2 separate regions of the Zea mays genome follow, and region 2 is linked to region 1. Evidence: chromatin contacts called from public Hi-C data. All regions are on one chromosome and are shown on one strand. Each heading gives the region's core, a stretch centred on a gene start, on an enhancer-like site or on the middle of the called end of the contact. The rest is flanking DNA. Distances are from core to core; before and after follow the strand shown.

Region 1 (4,149 bases), core at 133-2,632:
CATACAACTTGAAAACAGTGCTTTCTATAGCAATAGCATGCAAAACCTATTAGAGTTATAATATATCGGAAGCAATATCAAATTGAATATAGCCACAAAACATTTGCGACCTTGCTCATCACAAGTTAAAACAACTATAAGAATTTTGCTGCTCAGACTTCAAATAGTTCGGCGGCACACATTATTATTAGTTTCACTACACACACTACAATATGTCACTTATTTTATTGGATAAAGATAATAGTTGCCTCCATGATTTAGAAGGTCACCCAAGGCAGGCTGGGCACACCGTATTGCCTAGGCAGGAAGACCCCAGCAATAGTAAAATCCAGCAAGAATGTTGCTAAAGACATCACCTTTTGCACTGATTATAAAACGATGGCCACAATTATAAGCAACTTTGTTTTGCAGAGTTACCCAGGGAACAAGAATTGATAGCTGCTTCTGTTTTTAGAGGTGGAAGATAGAACCTCTTTGATACCCACTTACGGTCTGTTTGGATGAGCTAGGGGTAGTTACTGGTCGGGCTAAAAATTAGCTCAAATTAGCTGAGTTTGAATAGCTAGTTGGCTAACAACTAGTTGAAAACTTAGCTAAAGAATAAGCTCACCTATTACTAAGCTATTAGTTTTCTTACTTGGATGCACTAAGGCTAATTTTTAGCTAGCTAGTAAATAGTTCGTGTATCCAAACAGGCCTATGGAATGATACAAGAAAGCATCCAGCAGTGAACTATATAAGAACTAGGTCTTTCGACCACAATGACTTTAAAAACTGAGTTCTTTTTTATCAATGAATCATCGCAATTAACCTACCAACAACGGGAATATGAGAATATGGGTTTCCACACCTCTTGACCAAATCACATACTAATTAAGAGAATAGTCCCTACAACATAAATCAAGAAGCCTCCGATCCCCAAATCAACTACAAAGATCAAATGGGCAGTGAGTGCTCCAAAGAAACACATCACAACACCTCTACGGCCTCCCGTGATATTTGTGTGATAGCATAATACAGATCGGATTCGAACCGTCCTCGGCCGAAGTCTGCTGAATTCCCACGCCCCCAATAAATAATTCGACCAAAAATTCACAGGAAAGGACTGTTGGGACTTACCAGATCAGAGAATTTCCTTAGTGCTGAGCAACTACAATCGACGGGTTGAGGAAAAGATTCTATACCAATCCGTTGGGCTCTCCCATCTACACCCTTGCTCTTGTGGTGCCCGATTCGAAGGGGCAGCAGAGGAGCAGAGGCGGCGGCGCAGTTATTGGAAGCGGGGCAGGGCTGTCCACAAGACCACAAGCGACCTCAGTCCTCAGATGCACAGGCTCGACCCCAGCAGAAAGTTGAGCCGAGCCAGCTTAACCTTCGAGTTCGAACTTCCAGTCAGGCTCGACTCCGGCTCGAGATAGGCTCCGGCCGGATGGTCACGACCATCCGGCCGGAGCCTATCTCGAGCCGGAGTCGAGCCTGACTGGAAGTTCGAACTCGAAGGTATAGGTGTACATTCGGGCCACCCGGCCCGGCCCGGCCCAAGCCCGAAAAGACCTGTATTGTTTGAATTTCGGGCCGGCCCGGCCCGTTTGAATTTTGGGCCGTGCCGGGCCGGCCCATGGGCCTAGCCCTCGGCCCACGGCCCGACCCGTAATTGCTTAAACGTGCCGGGCTCATTTCGGGCGGCCCGAAATTACAAAAGCCCGAAATTCACATTAGGGCCCGAAATTCAATTTTTGGCCCGAAATTCAGTTTTGGCCCAAAATTCACATTAGAGCCCTAAATTCAAAAAAATAATAAAACAAATAAAAGATAAGACAAATAAATTTGAATAAAATCAAACTTAATATTTGTATTAAAGTTACCACAGCTATGCAATGACTACCTCATTTATAAATCATTTTGTTAGAACGAAAAAGAGTATAATCAGCTCTATACAAAGTTCGTAAGTTCAATTTATTGTCTAATGTTCATAACAAAAGCAAAATTACATCACACACTCTAATTCAAAGCTACAAAAAACATCTAACTAGCATTATCTCTAGCTTTGTGTTCTTTATCAAGTATATGAAAGTGTGGAATGAAGTGTGGTTTTAATAAATATATGGGCCTTTTCGTGCCTCTATATGGGCCATTTCGTGCCTGCCTTAAACGGGCCGTGCCCGTGCCCGTCCATGGGCCGTGACCTCGGCCCAAACCCGGCCCGATATAACGGGCCATGCCGGCCCGGCACTAAATTATTTCGGGCCGTGCCGTGCCTGGGCCGTGCTTTTTTTTCCGTGCTTCGGGCCGGCCCATCAGGCCCGGCCCAAATGTACACCTATAGTCACGCTCACGCCTCACGCCCCACTGCCCTGTTGCCGTCGTGGAAGATGGAGTCGGTCTTCGAGCACTTTATGTCGTTAGCAAATTCTCTGTATTATTCCCTATTTTAATTCTTATTATAAACTTAACTCTGCAAACAGTATGTCTATAGTGTAAAATGATACTTTGTACGATTAAATACAAGGCCTGCTAGAGATACCTTAGTCTAGTCCAACCCATATATCTTCTATCTTTTATCTTCTACTCTACTAAAGCACGAGTTTTCTGTAATTGGTTGTCGCCGAGGCCAGCGCACCCGAGGGACGCTTGGACAGCGCGACAGCGTCGCCACTGGAGGCATGGTCCGTTGGCCGCCATGGTCGTGTGCTCCTTCGACGCGGAGCCAGACCGGCTAATGGGACTGAGCCACGGCGCCTGGCGATGAGAACGAGTGTTGTAACCGCGACGTCGGAGCACGATCACCAGAGATAGCTCTATTTTTTGTTGCAACTGGCACAACGTTTTCTCATGCATTCACTTGGTCTTATCTCTACCCCTTAAACCCACCAGTTTAAACTAAACTATGTACACCCACAAATCATCCCACGCACTCATGTCTCTACTAAAGTCACCAAACAATTTAACCCCAGATAAATCCCACTATAAAAAAACAACGGTCCATATCATTTTATTTGTCTATTCTTGAAAGGGAAAAAGGGTCAAACATTTTCCTAAATATTTTTGGTGGTTGAAATGCTCAACACAAATAATTGGACTAACTAGTTTGCTCTAGATTATACATTCTATAGGTGTCAAAGGTTCAACACAAACCAATAAAAAGATCTAAGTTAGGGTTCAAAAGAAAGGAGCAAAAGAAACCGAAGAGAACCCTGGTCTGGCGCACCGGCCACCGGATAGTGTCCGGTGCACCAGGTACCGTACAGGCTTGTCACACCCAGGCTTTAAGGAACAAAGCCGGATGCATCTCATACATGCGCCAAGAAGACAACATATATAATAACAGAGTGTATAGAGATAAATGTCACAATAATCAGAGTACTTATTACATAGCGGAAGTCTTACAAAATAAAAGATAAATATAACAGGATCTAAAATCCATCCTTGGCGCCAGAAAGACAAGAGGGAGAAACGCCACCTAGATCGAATCGAACTCCTCGACGTGGCTCCTCTTGAACCACATGTTCTTCTCTTGTGGGGGGTGTGAGACAGCAAGGGTGAGCTCACACATGATCATAGCTCAACAAGTTGTGGGGAACCAGTGGCATAAACTCACCAAAGGTGAGAGTTCATGTGATGTGTAAGGGTAATCAACAACAGGGGTTTAAAGCTGAGCATTGCTTTTAAAGTTGGTCAAAGTTTTATTAGCAATTACTAAATGTAAGTAGATCCAAACCTTAATAAAAAATAATAGAACAAAATTAATAAATAATCCCATGCAGATGCAAATGACAAAATGAATTTAAGTTCCATAAATTAATCATCAGAGAGTCATGAGCTGCTCATGACCGCGAGCACGGCTAGTATACCAGTTTTACACTCTGCAGAGGTTGTACCCTATACCCACAAGTCGTGTATCCCATGTCGCCAGGGTTAGCTAGACCCTTAGACACTACCGAGGTGAATGGCTAGGGATCCACTACGAGGCCTTTACAAAGTTCCACTAGCTTTCGAAAACCCGCTACAGTATGGGAAGAGCACTTGCAAGAATCCCCCGTCTGACCGCCATCGCAGCAAAATCAACCCGAGAACCTCCTTGCATGCAATCCCCTACTGCCCTTCCCCTTTTAGGTAAAGTAGTCTTCCACTAGCTTTCCTAGTTAGTTG
Region 2 (3,949 bases), core at 654-3,153, 260 kb before region 1:
AGCATAAAACCACACACATGCAGCAGAGCAGATAGCTGGAAGCTAACACAACTCGAGAAGCAAACCAAATGAAGCTTGCTCTGGCAGCTGCAAAAGCGCGTGCTTTCAGTCATTACTACAGAGTATGAAATTAGACGCGCGCACACTCTCAGTGACGAAGTTGCCAAAAAAATTGGTTACTGCATGATCTTGTCTTAGACCACCGTATATATTGACTTTATCTAAACCTACGATTGGTTGGTTGTATGTGAGAGGCGTGGACTGCATGACCGAATGCAAACAAATTATTTTGGACACTATGTAGCTGCATCCGCTTGTACCCCGTTTCGGGCGTGTCTGGCCGATCAGGTTCGCGCGAGTCTGGCTTCCCAGGCGCAACAAACCAATTAGTCATATTTCACGTGATTGGTTGCCTGACCGGCCATGCCTAGATTCGCAGTGTGTTGACCGCATGATTGGTTGCATACACGGTCCAAGCACAGCCTACACATGCAGATGTAGCCTAGGCGTTTTCCCACTTACACGCGCGGAGACGCGGGAGAGGGGCTTTCCAGATCGCTCAGGCTCACGCTGGCCTGGCTCTTACGGTGGACCAACCAACCACGCCTGTTAGGCTATCCTCAATGTTCTCACCTAAATTTCTCCCCCTATATGGCACTATGCAGCCACGTCAACAAGACTCTATCCTCTATAATTTGTTCACCCACAACGGTTCCTTCTAATAAATACTCCTCCTACACCCCACCATCCATATAAAATATTATTTTCCATACCTATTTATCACCTATTATTACTTTTTCTCCAACTAACAATCTCTACCGTACACAGAAAGCGAGTGAAGGGGGCTGGCACAGTGCCCCCTCTATCTGGCGTGTCTCTGTGTTTTCCTCTTCACATGTAGCGTCTAGAGGAGGCTTTAGGAGCGAGACTGGTTGCAACGCTTCACTCTACACCTCCCCTCCGCTAATCCTGTAGCAATTTAGCGTCACAACCACGGTGCAGCGCTGCCTCTACTCCCTCCCCTACCCCTTTGCTGCAAGCCACAACACGCCAGAGCAAGGGTGGACTATGCCAGCCCCCTTGCATCAAATTATGTGCACACCATTATTTATTAGTTGAGAAAAAATGATATTAGATGATGAAACGATATGAAAAATAATATTTAATAGTTTTAGTGGGTATAAGAGAAGAATTTAGGGGTAACTGTTGTGAAAGGGAGAAAAATAAAGGGTGGAATCTGTGTGACCAGTGGCGGAGGACGGAATAATAATTAGGTATGGTTGAAGAAGGATAAAAAAGAAAAAAACATGATGCAACACATAGGACTCGGACTTGCAACATATTGATTGCAGGCAGTATGCACTTACCACTACACCAAACATAATTTAGTAAGCCATAATGGGTACTCCGCCACTATGTGTGACGTGACACAAAAGTGAGATATAGGAGTGAAGTTTAGAGGAAACCGTTGCAGATAGTCCAAGCCCTTCTGCACTTAGCGGGAAGCTATAGCCCCTGCGGGAGCTACAGCAGATCGAGAGACACATGATGCAAACTGCAGAGCTTTTGTTGCGGATCGTACCAACATTCGGGTTTGGAATGAAGAAGCAGATGTATCGAAGAGCACCGATCGATATGCCTGCATGGTCTCTCTCTCTACATAATCCGAACAAAAACTGAGCAATCAACAAGATTTACACTCGCAATGAGCCAATGGCACATGCACGCGCGGCACTACAACTGGCGCGATATGACCGGTGCTACGAGATAGATCATGCAAGAATGCAGAGTTGGCGGGCGGCAGGCAGTGCCAGACTGCCAGTGCCAGTGTAATAGTATCTTGTACAGTACGTATATATACAGTGGAGTCCGCCGACCAGGGGGCAGCCGTAGGTGGGCTGCTACGTATTGCGTGACCGCGCGCGGTATTGGACTAGTGGTCCTGGCAGTTCTCTCCTTCCATGGCCGGGGCCGCGAGACCGCACGCGCTTTTAATTTGTGGACTCCCGGTTGACCTCGCCACCATGCACTACCCGTGTCGCTCGCGTGCGTGCACCGATCCGTCCAGCCACTATGGTATACAGTGTGTTGTTGATGTATAAAAAGAGATGGAAGTAGTGGATATAGTTTTTATAGCATTTAGATTAGAGTTAAGTGGGGATGAGGTAAACATCAGAGTAATTTTTTGGTGGCGACGTGATCCAAAAAATTGAAAGGATAGTGTTGCTACCGGCTAATCCTATTTGACCTCAAACCAAGCACATAATAAATTCGTGGTGCTAGACTATCTCTAATAGACTTCCCAATCACATTAAGAGCCCTTTGACATGACTTTTTTTTATGGCTCTAGCTCGGGCTCATCGTGAAGCCCTATCAAACAGTGACAAAAATAGCTTCTCGTTGTGAGCCCTTTGAAAGTCGGAGGCGTTTTATTGCTGTGAGCTCGAGCACAAAAAAATGTGGATGCTACCGGCTCCTACGTTTTCCACATACATCATTCGAAAAACATAGGAGAAGCTTTGCCAAACGAATTACAAAGCGGTTTCAGCTTCTCCGGAGAAGCCAATGAGTCAGAGTATTTAGAGAAGTTAGAGCCCTGCCAAAGAGGGCCTAACTATTTTAATTATTATTTCAAACTTTAATTTGCAAACAATGCAATGTACAGTTCAAAACAGTACTTTGCACAGCCGTTTACATGGCCTGCTGGAGATGGCCTAGACCCAAATTACCGGTTGGCACGGCTACAGGAAAGCATGTGGCGGACGACGATGTGCGCCACGACCGCAATCGACACAACAATATTTGAATGATATTTCCCACTTAAGAGCGGATGAAAATTAGTTTAGATCAAAATTACCTAATTTTATTCGGTATCTAACTTTTCAGATGGACTCTGTTAGATAAAATGTAACTCAAAAATTAGGAATTTTTATTGGCTTTGCTTAGCCAACAAAGACCAATTAATTTCTATCCACTAGCCATAGTCAATGAAAATTAACAATACATAAATGATCTTCGGTAATAACCGATAATGACTGAACAAGACTCAATAATTACCGGTAAATCTGATCGAGATTCAGTCATTAACAAAAATTACTAAGTGTCCTTCAGTAATTAGCGGCTTGGTGAAGTTCACCTAGGGTGACCAATAACGATACATAGACACATAAAGGAGGCTGGATCGACCCAACGTACGATTTTATAACATAGTTCACTTTTTTAACACTTTTTAATATGTATGTTGTGTCCTCGAACCTGAGATTGTCGCATGTACTCAATATATGAATTGACCTTCTTAGTAACTATCAAACACTACTCCGGTAGTTGAGGCGGCGACGGCGAGTGGTCAGTGGCGAATCTAGCCGAAAATATAATCTGGGTCATCAAGAGCGGCTTTGCTATATCATACAAGTTTTTATGAACTTTAACAGTGTTTTATTAAAAAAATTTATAAAATTTATCGGGGTCGGCTGACCCTGATAAACTTCCTAGATTCGCCCCTGCGAGTGGTCGTCCAACGGCGTGGGCGCGACACGGCCGACAATGAGGGTGCGTCGGCGCTGCATGCGTGGCGACTGGCGTGGCGAGCAATTTGCTACTTGCTGCTAGCAGGCGATGACACACGAATGTAGGGCATGCTAGAACTAGGAGGCGAGAGAAGAAAGCAGGTAGCATCCTAGGCTCCCAGTGGCTGCATGCGCTTGTGTGAGGGGGATTAGTGGGCTGCTGGGCTCTATTAGCCTAATAGCCTGGTTTACTGCACACTGGGAACATTTATTTTTTTAGTTATATATATTTATATTTAATTATATGTATTCATTTTCCCTAAGATCTTGGGTATTCATTTGAATACCCATGTCTTATGATGGGCCCGCCTATGGTTGTTAGACCCAATGAAAAAGACTAGTTCTGATACCAATTAAGAGCACCTAGAGGGGGTGAATAGGTG

What was found. Hi-C and Micro-C count contacts between places; a contact is called where the count stands out from the background.
Region 2: a Hi-C map of ear shows a contact between it and region 1, with 2.0 times the contacts expected there. The contact joins the enhancer-like site here to the promoter of LOC100273692 in region 1. A contact is called at or near these places in 2 of 25 Hi-C or Micro-C datasets (ear and leaf).

What each region holds. Positions count from the first base shown.
Region 1 is chr8:33,476,283-33,480,431 of Zm-B73-REFERENCE-NAM-5.0, reverse strand. LOC100273692 reads right to left here and starts at 1,382. Exons shown (of 13, transcript NM_001365756.1): 1 at 1,120-1,382.
Region 2 is chr8:33,741,530-33,745,478 of Zm-B73-REFERENCE-NAM-5.0, reverse strand. No RefSeq gene overlaps it. Among protein-coding and RNA genes, the nearest start is that of LOC109941971, 52 kb to the left of the region's middle. Within about 2 kb of position 1,903, at least 17 of the 20 cell types and tissues checked have an H3K27ac peak or open chromatin away from gene starts, as enhancers often do. A contact at or near this core is called in ear and leaf, where this site is marked.